2 separate regions of the Neogale vison genome follow, and region 1 is linked to region 2. A link is a contact called in public Hi-C data. All regions are on one chromosome and are shown on one strand. The core of a region is the stretch at or near the end of the contact, and the rest is flanking DNA. Distances in the headings are between cores, read along the strand shown. Region 1 holds the start of MAPK14 (mitogen-activated protein kinase 14). Region 2 holds the start of BRPF3 (bromodomain and PHD finger-containing protein 3).

Evidence for each region. A called contact is a pair of places that touch in the nucleus more often than the background predicts.
Region 1: a contact with region 2 is called in a Hi-C map of fibroblasts, with 3 times the contacts expected there. The contact joins the promoter of MAPK14 here to the promoter of BRPF3 in region 2. A contact is called at or near these places in 2 of 3 Hi-C or Micro-C datasets (fibroblasts and muscle).

Annotation. Positions count from the first base shown.
Region 1 is chr1:116,828,772-116,835,605 of ASM_NN_V1, forward strand. MAPK14 (mitogen-activated protein kinase 14) reads right to left here and starts at 2,561. Exons shown (of 12, transcript XM_044254815.1): 1 at 2,177-2,561. The coding sequence starts at 2,292. It overlaps SLC26A8 (testis anion transporter 1), which reads left to right and starts at 4,470. Exons shown (of 20, transcript XM_044244457.1): 1 at 4,470-4,475; 2 at 5,253-5,570. The coding sequence starts at 4,470.
Region 2 is chr1:116,664,416-116,670,403 of ASM_NN_V1, forward strand. It overlaps BRPF3 (bromodomain and PHD finger-containing protein 3), which reads right to left and starts at 2,901. Exons shown (of 13, transcript XM_044254793.1): 1 at 2,881-2,901.

The DNA.
Region 1 (6,834 bases), core at 1,311-3,810, 160 kb after region 2:
CAGTATTTCCAACCCAAAGTCAGTTACATTTGTTTACAGTCAACTGTCACATAATAACAGACGTATTTTCCTCCATCATTATACCATAGGTTACAATGTAAATCCCTTAACAGAATTACTACTAAAAAAAAGACACATAAGAAACTGAACAGTGGTTGTCTCTGAGGAAAGGAATGGCATGGTTGGAGAACAAGAAGGAAAGGATACCTTTCATTAAATATCCTTTTATGCCTTTTGAATTTTATACAATGTGAACACATGACCTATTTTTAAAAATCTGTTTGGCAAAATTACTTCCAAGTATCAGATACTGCTGGCTTCTGTAAGCCAGAAAAGTACAGTACTAAAGAAATGTAAAGGTCATTTTAATGACACTTCACTGAAAATCTGAATCTTCAATTCCAGTGTAGAGTTATTCATACCAACAGCAGGAAAACCTTACAAGCATTTCAAGTTCACTAAACTCCCCAGAGTTGAGTTATTCTGCTGTATCATTTCATTAAAGTTTAAACATCATTGGAAACAAAAACCTGGTACTACCAAAATTAATGTCAACTGGAGAATGAAAAATAAAGGTAAAAAAGTAAGCTATCAAAAAAGCAATGATCTAAATAAATCTTTGAAAATTTGCAAATCAATCACACACACATATATACACATCTATAGTAAAATGTCGCAAATTCCCTTAAAATCTAAAATGCCGTATTATTAAAAAAATGGAGATGTCAAGCAAGGAGCCATCAGCAACATTAACTCACACAGCTTGAACTAGAAGATGCAACATGATCTGTTTCCTGACACAATTGCATAATCTCAATTACCCAGAAGATTCTACCAAACAGGAAATTCATGATGTGACTTCAAGAAACACAGGAATTATAAAGATTAACACATCCAAAAGTCTGGAATTTGTTCCAAAACAAAAAAATAATTTTATAAAGCCCTTTTCAAATGATGCATGCACATGAATACATGAATTAGTCTCAAATCAGCAGCTCTCAAGTTACAGTAAATCTAAAATCGAGTGTGTAATACCTAAATTAGTGAAATATTTCAGATCCAGAAATTTTATGGTATCAATTTAATTTAAAACACCCAGTATGATTTAAAGATGAGACGTGTCTCTTCCTTCCTTTGCTATAGACTACTCCTTCCTTTGCTATAGATCTTTACAAAAAACATCGTGTACCTCAGGCTACAAATGCAGATAAGTTCCCTGCAAACTCTCTCACGGACTTTAAAAAAAAAAAAAATATTCACAAGATGTACTGCAATTTAAAAATATTTACAATACATCCCAGCATTGTTAGTAACTTCTTGCTCTTGAGCGCGTCCAACGGATCTGAATCTCGCTTGCTCCAAAGGGGAAAATTGTTTTGCCAAACAATACTTAAATGAGCAGTGGTATGTGACTAATCAGTGAGGCCGCCAGCTTCTCAAGCTGCAGTGTTCTTGCAGGCACTACCACCCACCCCCACTCTGCAAAAAGGAAATACGCTTTCAACCGAATCGGAAACACACCACTCAAGCTGGCACTGTGCTGGCCGAGATAAAGTCGGTATTTTAGGTTCTACGGGTCGCTGCTAATCCAAGTGCGAATTCAAAACGAATGCTTCTCAAAAGGAGATTTCGAAAGAGGTTTGCAAAAAAAAAAAAAAAAAAACCCGGACAGAACGCCCTTCGTCGTCGTCAGTTTTGTTCGGACAACCGCATCTCCCGGTCGAGTTTTGCCCTTCTGCTTCTCCCTGCAGCTTCCCGGGCTTGTCTGCTTTGAGGGCGGGCTTTGGCGCCCAAAGTAGACGCACCTCCCGAGAGGATCTTCCTGCTGGATGCTGGCAGGGAGACCCCCGAAGAGGCGCCCCCGCCCCCGTGCCTGCCCCCGAAGCAGCAATCCCCACAAGAAGGGCTTGCGCAAGGTGCGAGCCGGGGCCGAGCTCCAGCACCACAACCCACCATGGACCTGCATCCTGCACACAGCTGACCGCCTACCTGGGGGTGCAGAGTGAGGGGTGCAAGGGGTACAGGGAGTGCAGGACAGGGGTCCAAGAGGCAGCGGTGCTCTCCCCCAAGGAAAATTCCTGCCGCTTGGTGCATCGCTGAGCTATGGGGGCAGGCCTGGCTCTGGGGTATTAAGGGCGACTCAGCCCACCGCAGACCCAAGCCCGGTGACACTCACCACACGGAGCCATAGGCACCAGAGCCCACCGGGGAGAGATTCTGGTAACGCTCGGGCACCTCCCAGATTGTCTTGTTCAGCTCCTGCCGGTAGAACGTGGGCCTCTCCTGAGACATCTTCCAGCGGCGGCCGCGGGGCTAGGAGGTGGCCCTGAGGGGCCCCGCCTGCGCCCGCTCCCGCTCCCAGGCCCTCGTCGCCCGCCCGGCCGGGCGGGGACCTGGAGCTGGCAGTCGGCGCAGGTGCGGCAGACGCGACCCCGCCGACTCCCGCGCGCGCGGCCCCTGTCAGCCGCAGCTGCTGGACGCGCCTCAGCGACCGGAGCGAGCCCGGCTAAGGGCAAGGGCACGCTCCGGAGCCCAAGGCTGCGCCCACCACGCTCTCCCTGCACCCTCTCCCAGACCAGGCCGACTCCCGGCTGCACCGCGGGACTACCGCTCCAGCTGCAGCGCCCGCTGAGGTTCCAGTGGTCGCCGTTCCAAAGCCAGCGAACAGGAGCCTCTTGCCGTACTCTCGCGAGATCAGCTCCCGGGACTCTCCACGAGCCGAGATTTTACCCAATATGGAACCTGCCCACGGGAGGGGGTTGACGACGGGAGAGGATGGGAGGAGCACTTCTCGCGAGAAAAGAGCAACAGCTGGACACCGGAGGCAAGAACTCTCCCGGACTTAAGGGCGCGAAGGCGGACCCGGGAAGGAAGGGATAAGCTGGCAATGTATGCCGCGTGCGCCCCACCGTGGTCGGCGGAGTAAGTGCCTGACTCTGTTGTGGAAAGCGACAGTGACTAATAGGGTGTCGGGAAAAGAGCCAAAAGATCTTTGAACTGCCTGTAGTCACCAGCAGCCGAGCATCTGCTAAGCAGAACACCCAATTTCCAAGAAATATTTACATTAAAAAAAGGAGATTCTGGCCAGAAAGCCGTTGTATTCCATCTGCTCAAGGACATACGGCTTAATCTTCGGAATTGTGACGAACTCTATCCCAAAAGCAAATATTAGTTCTGCATTAAGGCTGAGGTTTTCCATCCAAACTCTCCTAGCGGTTCTTAAACTTTTATGTGCAGAAGAATCACTTTAGATGTTTAAAAATGCAAGTCTCAGGACCCACAGGGAGTCTAAGTGGATAGGTCCGTGACAGGCTCCAAGAATGCGCATTTTTACAAAATGCCCCAGGTAGTTCTGATTAAGGAAAGTCTCCGGTATCTCCCTTTGAAAGGGGTTTTGAAACATTACTCAGAGGGTTTGAAACTGATTTCTGCTCTGAAGCTTCCAGTGAAGACGATTTTAAGCATTTGATTCATGCCTTTCAGATTAAGAAGCAGCCGGGTGGCTCAGTGGGTTAAAGCCTCTGCCTTTGGCTCAGGTCATGATCCCAGAGTCCTGGGATCGAGCCCTACATCGGGCTCCCTGCTCGACAGGGAGCCTGCTCCCCCCACCTTCTCTCTGCCTGCCTCTCTGCCTACTTGTGATCTCTATCTGTCAAATAAAATCTTAAAAAAAAAAAAAAAAAAAAAGGAGAGCAAGGCAGAGAGTGGTCTTTTGGCAGTGTCACATCAGGCAAGTCGATTGACCTTTCTTAGACCTTCGTTCTAGTTCTGGGAAAAATAATTCCTGCAAAAATAATTCCTGCCTTACATTCCCACTTAATAGGGTCATTTATAAAGCTGAACAAAATAAGTGTGATTGGGCAAGATATTATAACCCCATACCTACCCCCACTTTTAAGCTTGTCACAATCTCTCTTAGAAATAACTGGGTTAAGGGCGCCTGGGTGGCTCAGTTGGTTGGACGACTTGCCTTCAGCTCAGGTCATGATCCTGGAGTACCGGGATCGAGTCCGGCATTGGGCTCCCAGCTCCATGGGGAGTCTGCTTCTCCCTCTGACCTTCTCCTCGCTCATGCTCTCACTTTCTCTCTCTCAAATATATTTTAAAAATCTTAGAAAAAAAAAGAAAGAAAGAACTGGGTTCAAGCCAGGACACTTTTCAGCACTTACCATGATTATTCTCTTTGGTGTTACGCATCCCTTGGAGTGCTCTGATTTTGCCTATCTTGTCCCAGCATCTTGCACAGTGCCTGGAACACAACTGGTACACCATAAATATTTATTGGACTAATTATGAATAATGACCATGATCTCAGTTTAGGAGGTAGTGCAGGATCCTCAGTTCTCCTTGAGGAAAAACAAAAACCAGAATCATGGATGATTCATGGAAAGCTTTTCTTTGGGGGATTCAGTGTGGCTTAGCCTGGATTCTCTTGCCTATGAAGACACCCGGCTTGAAAATGTTCCAAAATGCGGGTTAGAGAGCTTTCCAAGAAGTAATGAAGGTTGAAGGAGGAAGTAAGAGCAAGAAATATAACTGTGATATAGCAGGTAGGAGTGGGGGATCAAGGTAATGAGTGCATTGATAGAAGGGAGGAAACTCGGCAGCAGGAATCCTAAGGAATTCATAAAATTCTCCAAAAAATTGGGATAGTGAGGTGAGTGACTGAAAGGGCAAAGATGAAGTAAGCAGTACATTCAGTCACTCATTCAACAATTATGTACTGAATACCTACTGGGTGCCAGGCACTTCTAATTCAAGTCGATTCAAAAACAGAGGCAGTTGCTGCTTACATGAGATTTACAATTTATTGACCTATTATTATATGCACATTGTTTATGCACTAATACAGCAGTTAGAAATAAAAATCCCTGCCTTATGGGGGTGACAATCTACAAAAAGTAAGGACTAAGTAAAGTGAACACGTTAGACACTAATACAGTAATCGAGCAGGTGTAAAACCGCTCTGGGCCAAGCAGGACTACAGGGCATAGTTAGAGACAGTGACAGGAGCTGAATCAACTTCAGAAGGTTAAAGGGCGGGGCTCTAGAGGGGAGCGCAGCAAGAGACCTGGGCAGAAGAGCGTCCTTCAGTGGGAGGAGTCAAGCTTGTGGGCAGAGAGCTAAGGTTGGAAACCCGAATGACCTTCTAGCCTCCAGTTTCCTCCTTCGTCTTCTGACCTGACGACGTCGTAGGGTGACTTAAGTGAATGACTGTAAGTGAAGTGCAGGGCACAAGGCCTGGTATCTAGAAGCCCCCCAGACAAGAGCAGTCAAACCCCAAAGCAAGTGGAGGCCTGGATGGCACAGGTGAAGGGGCTTCCCCAGCCCAGGTACCCCCTCCCAACCCTCTTCTCCCGGCTCCCTACTGCAACTGCCCATTCTCCGGTACCACGCCCGCCAGAACGCCCGCGAGCTCGGCCGCAACGGCTCGGGAACGGCCGGCGTCCGCGTCTACAGCGCCGCCAGCCGGGTCCGAGCAGCGTCCGACCCCAGCGCCAGCACTCGCGCCACGCTCCGGGAACCAGGTGGATCCGCGGCCCGGAGCTACAAGGGGCCGAGGGCCGCAGGTTTGAGCAGGATGCGGGCGTCCGGGTGCGGGGCACCAGGTCCTCGTTACCCTTCTAAGTCCCCGGGCGGGGGCTGCGTCCGTCACTAGCCGGGTCAGGCCCCGTCGCGGGCGTTCAGTCAATATTTGCGAAATGAATGAATGACGGTGGTCCTCGAGAGCTTATCTCTCGGAGGCATCATTTCTACTTGTGAAAGGCAAGGACTAGAGGCAATGCGGATGATTTGCAACCGAATCCTTGCAGACTCTTGCGTCTGTCTGCAGCCGGAGGCCTCTCCCTACCACCTCACCGTCTGTGCCCAGGAGCGCCTTCTGCTTTCAGACCTCACTGCTCTGTTCATTTATTCCTTCGGACTGAGCCCCCACTCCCATCTGCTATGGCCCCTTTCCTTTAACTCTTGTTAATGAATCAGTGTCCCCGTTTGAAGCCTTATCCAACATCCGCACCCCGACCATGAGTTTCTCTCCAACACACCCCACTGGTAATAGTCTCATCAAGTCGCATTTAAGGTAGTTGTTCATGTGTCCGGTGGTCAGTTCCTTGAGGGCTGTCGGCTTATGATTGATCCCCAGCCACCGGACAGTGTGCCTGGAGGATATTAAAAACGATGCACCTCACTCGTGCCTTTGCTGTATTCCAAATACATTCCCTATAAAAATGAGGTAGTAATGGGCAAAGGGCTGTTGTGTTTGATGGAACTACAAATGCTTATTTGAAATTTCGGAAGTGAATTTTACCTTAGCATGATTATAGAGGGTATAGGAAAGATGACGCTATGGGGCAAAAGATACTTGCAACTAAAGTAAGGTTCAGGATTTCATATCTATCAGGCCAATAGTCAGAAAATTGGGTTGCATTTAAATTTTTTTATGCTTGGCTTTTTAAAATACTTTCAACACATCATGTAAATGAATCAATGTTAGACAGGAGTAGTATGGGGGATGCAGGGACTAGGTCAAAAGTCCCTGTTTTTAACAGTGCTCCCAAAGTTAGCACAGAAAGACTGACCAAGGAAAGATAATTGACTGCTTTTACAATGGTCCCTCACACTTGACTGTGTATCCGAATCACCTGGAGCTTTTTCTTAAACCAGCTGCTGGCCCATCCTCAGAGTTCTGATAATTTAATTAAGTCTTGCTAGGTAGGGCCTGAGAATTTGCAATTCTAACATGTCCCCAGATGATGCCGATGCTATTAGTGTGGGCCCTCAGCGTGGACTACATAGATTAAAATAATTTGTTAATTACTAGGGAAGCATGATGCC
Region 2 (5,988 bases), core at 1,651-4,150:
CATTTTACAGGTGAAGAAACAAGCTCAGAAAGGTGTCACTCAACCCAAAGGTAGCTGAGTGATAAAGCTACAGTTCAAACCTAGATGATGGGTTGAACTCATTTCACTGGGAAGAACACCACAGAGATGCCATGGTCTAGAACGAAATCAGTCTCTGGGGCACTCCAGGTGCTAATCTTGGCCCTGTGTGACCTGGAGAAAGTCACTTAATCTCCCTGTGCCTCCAGACTCCACAATAAAATGAGAATAAAATCTACCTTTTAGGGGTTGCCATATGCTAATAAGGTTTATTAACACCCTTATTTAAAAGGCTTTCCAATCCCAAAGTGTGACTGAAACAAACAAAAAACAACTTGGCTGAGGAACAGGGCCAGGCAGGGACACACCCCAATGGGGACAAAAGGCAACAGAATCATCACAGCAATTCTGTCCAGGTTCCAGAGGCCCTTGGCCACTATATGCCTGACAAATGTCAACTTCCTGGGGGTAGTCCCAGCCAAAAGACCTGCTTCATTGTCCCCACGCCCTCCCGGCCCTCCCCTCGTGGGAAGGGAGATCCTTGCAAAGGTATGAAAATCTACCTCAACACTAACCAGAAATAGTTTAGACAGAGGGTATGGAGCCTCCTTTGTTAAAGCGCTGTATATTCTTCCTCCCTACCTGCTACCTCCTTGGCAGCCTGGGTTAGCCCTCATCCAGGCACCAAGTATCTGTGGAGAACCTCTTGAGTCGTACCCCTGCCTCTAAACACTGGAAGGGCAAATTCTGGAGGGAAGGGCTCCTGCTGAGGAAATGAGTTTCGCCCACAAGGAGCTTACAGTCCAGTTTTTTTGGCGGGATTTTCTCAACCCACAAAGCCGTTCCCACAAACACCTCCAAATACCCCCAACACCCCCGGGGTCTCCTCAGCACCCCTAAGCCCCCACTCGCCCATCCCACCCAGGTCCCCAAAGAACGAGGAGTTTCTGCAATTAGGCTGTATCCCCTGCACCCCCACGAGAGACTCATGAGACAGGGGAGAGACCCAGCCAAGGGTCTTGCTCCTTTAAAAGGGCACCTCTTCCAGAAGAATCTTGACCCTTTCGAGGAGAAAGGAGGGAAATAACATCTCCACCCCTGAGGGGAGGGGGCGAGAGCGCCAGAGACAGACTGACGCGGAGTCCGACCCGCAGACAGAGAAAGCTAGCGCCAGCGAACCAGCGGGGCAGAGAGGCGGGCGCCCATTGGTCGTCTCACCTGCCCGTCAGGAGGAACCTGGGGTGCAAGGGACGCTCAGGGGGTGGAACACTCCTCTGGTCTGACCAATCGGAGAACATGGCGGGGGCGGAGCTCGGCGGCTCGCCAGCCAGGGCCGGGGGGGGGAGGGAAACAAGATGGCGGCTGCGGGAGGGGGTCCTCGCTTTTCAGCTCCCCCCTCACCCGCCTTCTTCTTCCCCGCCGCCGCCCTCGCTCCAGGAGAGCGCTTTCGCGCCGCCCCCGCCCCGCTCGGGAAGCCCCCTGCTTCTCTCTCGTCGCCCCCCCACCCGCGCAATCCCTGGTCCCCGTAGGCCCCGCTGCCCCCTCCCTCGCTCTGTCCGGCCCCGCTGCCACCCCCATTACCTCAGCCGCCGGCCCGGCCCCACCGTTCGGGGCCCCTGGGCGCGGGCGGGCCGGCCGTCGAGCAGGTCGGCGCGGCCCGGGGAGCGGAGCGCGACCTCCTCCCGCGCTGGCCTCCGCGGCCACCGCCGTGCCCCCTCCCGGCCCGCGCTGGGGCCCCGGCCCGGCTGCCGCCGCCGCTCCCGGGGGAGGAGGGGGAATGAAGCCGCTGCCGCCGCCGCTGCCGCCACGGAGCCCGGCCGAGGGGAGGGAGGGATCAGCCCCCAGGCAGGATCCGCCCCTCCGGCCTCCCCCCCGCCACCTCCACCCCTTCCCTCGCTCCCTCCCTGGCTCCGCGGGCTCTCCCGCTGAACAGGAGCTAGAGCGCGAAAGAGGGGGGAACGGGAAGAAAATCCCCCCGCCCGTCCCCGGCGCGGCGGCGGCCGGGGCGGCGCGGAGAGGAGCGCGGAGCCGCCGCCGCCACGGGGCACCGTCCCCGGCTCGGCCTCACGGTGGCGGTGCGGACGCGGCAGGGGCGCGGAGCAGAGACGGGGTCTGCCCCCGCCGCGGCCAAGGCTCACCCCAGCCAAGCCTCCGCCGCGGGGCGAGCCCCACAAGGGAGCGGGGACGTTGGGGTCTGCTTGGGAAAGATGGGGATTCCCTAACTCTTTAGAGTGCCCAGTTGTCCCCTCCCCCTGTCCCTGCGGAGGTGACTACGGTTTGGGGCAACGAACCCCCTCCCGGAGCTAGAGGGCTCCCCCAGAGGTTAAGCCTGGGCAGTCATTGGAGTCAAAACCGGCCTGTAGTTTTTTGAGGTGCAGGTGCCTGCATTACTCCCAGAAAGTCGCCCTTCCTCCCCGGCCGTGCTCTGGTCCGGAGGACAAAGGTCTAGCGCTGTCCATCCCCTCCCCCAGTGAGGGCAGCAGGAAAAGACCCTCTGTTGTGTACAGGTGAGCGTCTTGTTCCCCGTAGGACATCCTTCTTAAGAAACAGACCTGACTTTTCGTTATGTGCTATTCTCTCCCTTATGTGTTTAGAAAGAGTAAACATAAAAGTTTGACAGTCTACTTAAGGACGTCTGGTAACTCGTTTGTCACTGTAGACATGGGAAACACTCTCTCCTTAAACCTGATTTGGCTAGGAATCGGTTAATTTAATGCAATAAGCGGCTGTCTAAAAGACTTGACAAATGGCAACTTCAGACTTTCAGATATAATCAGACTGGCTTTGTCTCCATAAGTATATTTAAGAAGAGGAGACGACTTTGCCACCCCCCCCCTTTCGCCTATAAATCAGAAAGCTTACCTCATATGACTGAAGTCTTAAGTACCAATATTTAATGATGTGTGTAAAAGATGTATGGATAGACTGCCTTTAAATGTGAAGATGAATGACATATTTTGAAAGCGTTTCCTCTGCCCGCGCTGGTGGTGTAGCTTGGTGAAGCTTCTCACAATTTCTTGCTTGGTTCTGATGATCAAGGACACCGATTCTAGAGTCAGAGGATGAAAGATAGTCTTAGGATGCAAGTCTTCCAAATGTTTAAACGGAGCGTATTGCGACTTTTGAAGTATAGATGTTCATTACCCTAGGAATTTAAAAAATTGTGTTTTGAATTTGAAAATTTGATGAAAGTAAGGAATCTAATTTGTATTACAAAGATGTTTTTCCAATTACACAGTAGCACCTTGTAGAAGTGAAAACAGAGTGATAGCAAAAATTCTTCTGTTAGCCAATTTTCTGAAAGAAAAGGGAGTGTCTTGTGGAGCTACGCAAGGGCAGGGCAATGTTTTGAAAACTGTGATGATGGAGGAGTATGAATTAATGTCAAGTGTTCTAAAGCTAGGGGGAATAATCATTTGGAGGGAAGGTGTAGATAGTATCAAGATGATTAATTGTGGAAGGGAAAGCCCCAGACGCAAGATACTACTACAACTACTGTTAGTTAAAGGGGAAGCGGGGGACCCTGAAAACTAAAAGAAACAAGAATACTGAATTTCATTTCTTGTTCTTTTAAAATATGAGCTACATCCATTTATACATATGACTAATAATTTTTATTTCTTGGTAAGTGTTCACAGAATTTATTTAGCACAGCTCCCATTTGTGTGATTGGGAGCTCTTTTCCCACTAAACTTAATGAATAAGATACCTTGGGAAAATACATTGATTTTCACTTGCAAGAGTAAATAAAAAAGAATGATTTAAATGCTCTTTAAAAAGCATGAAGTTAATACATTGAATTTCCAGGTCTTTCTATTCAAAGTTTTCATAGTAAGAACTTATTCAAAGGAGTGTTTCTCTTCTATTTGCAACTTCTAGTTTCTTAATGGTAACATTACAGTTGTTGACAACAACTGTAATTTGTTTTTTTGACATTTATTTTTGACATTTTTTTTATTTACTTATTTTTGACATCTGGGATTGGTTTCTGTTAGTGTAACTCCACACGTAACCAGTTTACAATGATGTAATCTTAAATGTAACATGGGACAATTATGTCATTAAAAACAAATTTGGAATGTGTATCAAAAATCCCAGAGGTACTAAATTTAATTAGCTTGAATCTTTATCTATTTTAAGGAGTTTAAATTCACTAGCCCTCAACCCTTCCATTAACCCATATAGCAATTAAGTTCAACTAAGACAGGCACAGACCTTTGGTTTACAAATAGTAGTTTTCCAAATTTTGTGTTTTTTAGTAGAAACTAATTTATTTGGAGTAGAAGCATGTTTTACCATTTAGATCAAAAAAAGGAAATGAAAATATAAAATTTATCCCCCTCAGTTTTTTTTTCAGCATCTCAGGATATCTTCTTCAATGCTTTACTATTATCATTAGTTTATCAAGGCAAGAACCCTCTGAAGGGTCAGATGCAATACTACTGGATTAATAAAATATGTACGACAAGAGAAAAAAGGTTTTGATTGATTGTTACATTATCTTTAAAAGAATATTCCTTCCTTAGACCTTGGCAAAAAGAAGTATGAAATCATAAATGGGAAGAATGTTTGAGGTTGGAATCATTGTGATAGTTTTACGCCATAATGAAATTGGATTAAGAATATAATGTTTGCTTAGAAAAAGGAAAAAGTTTAGGCTAACAACTGGCTTTAAATTGACTATCATACCTTCTAAATTTAATTCCATTCATTTATTCCTATACCAGACACTCATTGAACACCTACTGTGTGTCCAACCCTGGGCAAGTTGTTTTGGAAAATAATGACAAAATCTCAACCTAAAAAGGTCCCAGTGATCATATTTTTCCTTGCCTTGAGTAATGTACACTCAAGAAGCAAACTAGAAATAATTAGAAAACACATGCAGGAGAAATTAGATAAGACAGTGAACAATTTGGAGCTACCATTATTCAAATGGAAGATGGGAGGCTTTTTTCAAAGCCAGATTCTAAATAATGATGGATGTGAATTGGCGAAAAGAGTGTAGAATGACATTATTAGGTTGGTGGCAGGGCAGCCCAGGCAAAGGAACAATATACAGGGAATAATAAGGAAATTATTGGTCTATATGGGCAGATGTTAAGAAAAGGTTGAATTGGATATAGGATATGGCAAGGGTATAAAGATAATAAAAACGATACCTAATACTATGCAAAGTAGTATGCTTAGTGCTTTACATACCATATTATCAAAAATCTTTGTTGCACTTAGAAAACAAACTAAAATTAGTTTAATAAAGGAAATCTATTGACTCACATAATCAGAAAGTCCAAGAGTATATCTGGCTTTAGGCAAAGCCAAAAGGCTTAGATTATGTCATCAGGATACTGTCTCCAGCAGTCTCTCAGCCAACCTGAATGGATAGCTATGACCAGAAAGACATGGTACTCTAATGAAGTCTGGCCATTGTCCACCACTAGAACCAGAGGACATGGGCAGGAGGTGATTCTCCAAAGATATAGTGGGCACATATACAAAATAGGTCCAATATACATGGACCTATTTCTCGTTACCAATTTATTAATTATTTTTATTATGGTCCCCATTATGTATAGGATAAGCTAGAGCTAGGAATAGTATTAGGTAAACCAGGAAGAATTTACTATAAGCTATTAGGTATTAAGACAATAAAAGGACATTAACCAGAATAATTGAAGAAATGGTAGAGAAAGAAGAGGGAAAAGAAAATTCTAATCAGAAATCAATAGACAGGGCAGCTAAGTGGCTCAGTTGGTTAAGAATCTGCCTTCGGCTCAGGTCATGATCCTGGGTCCTGGGTTCAAATTCTGTCTGCTTATCAGGGAGCCTGCTTCTCCCTCTGTGCCTCCCCTTCCTCCTGCTCATGCTTTCTTTCTCTCAGATAAATGAATAGAATCTTGAAAGAAAAAGAAGAAAGAAAGATCAGAAGACAGATCAGTAATTTGATGGCTGGTTGGACATAGTAACAAA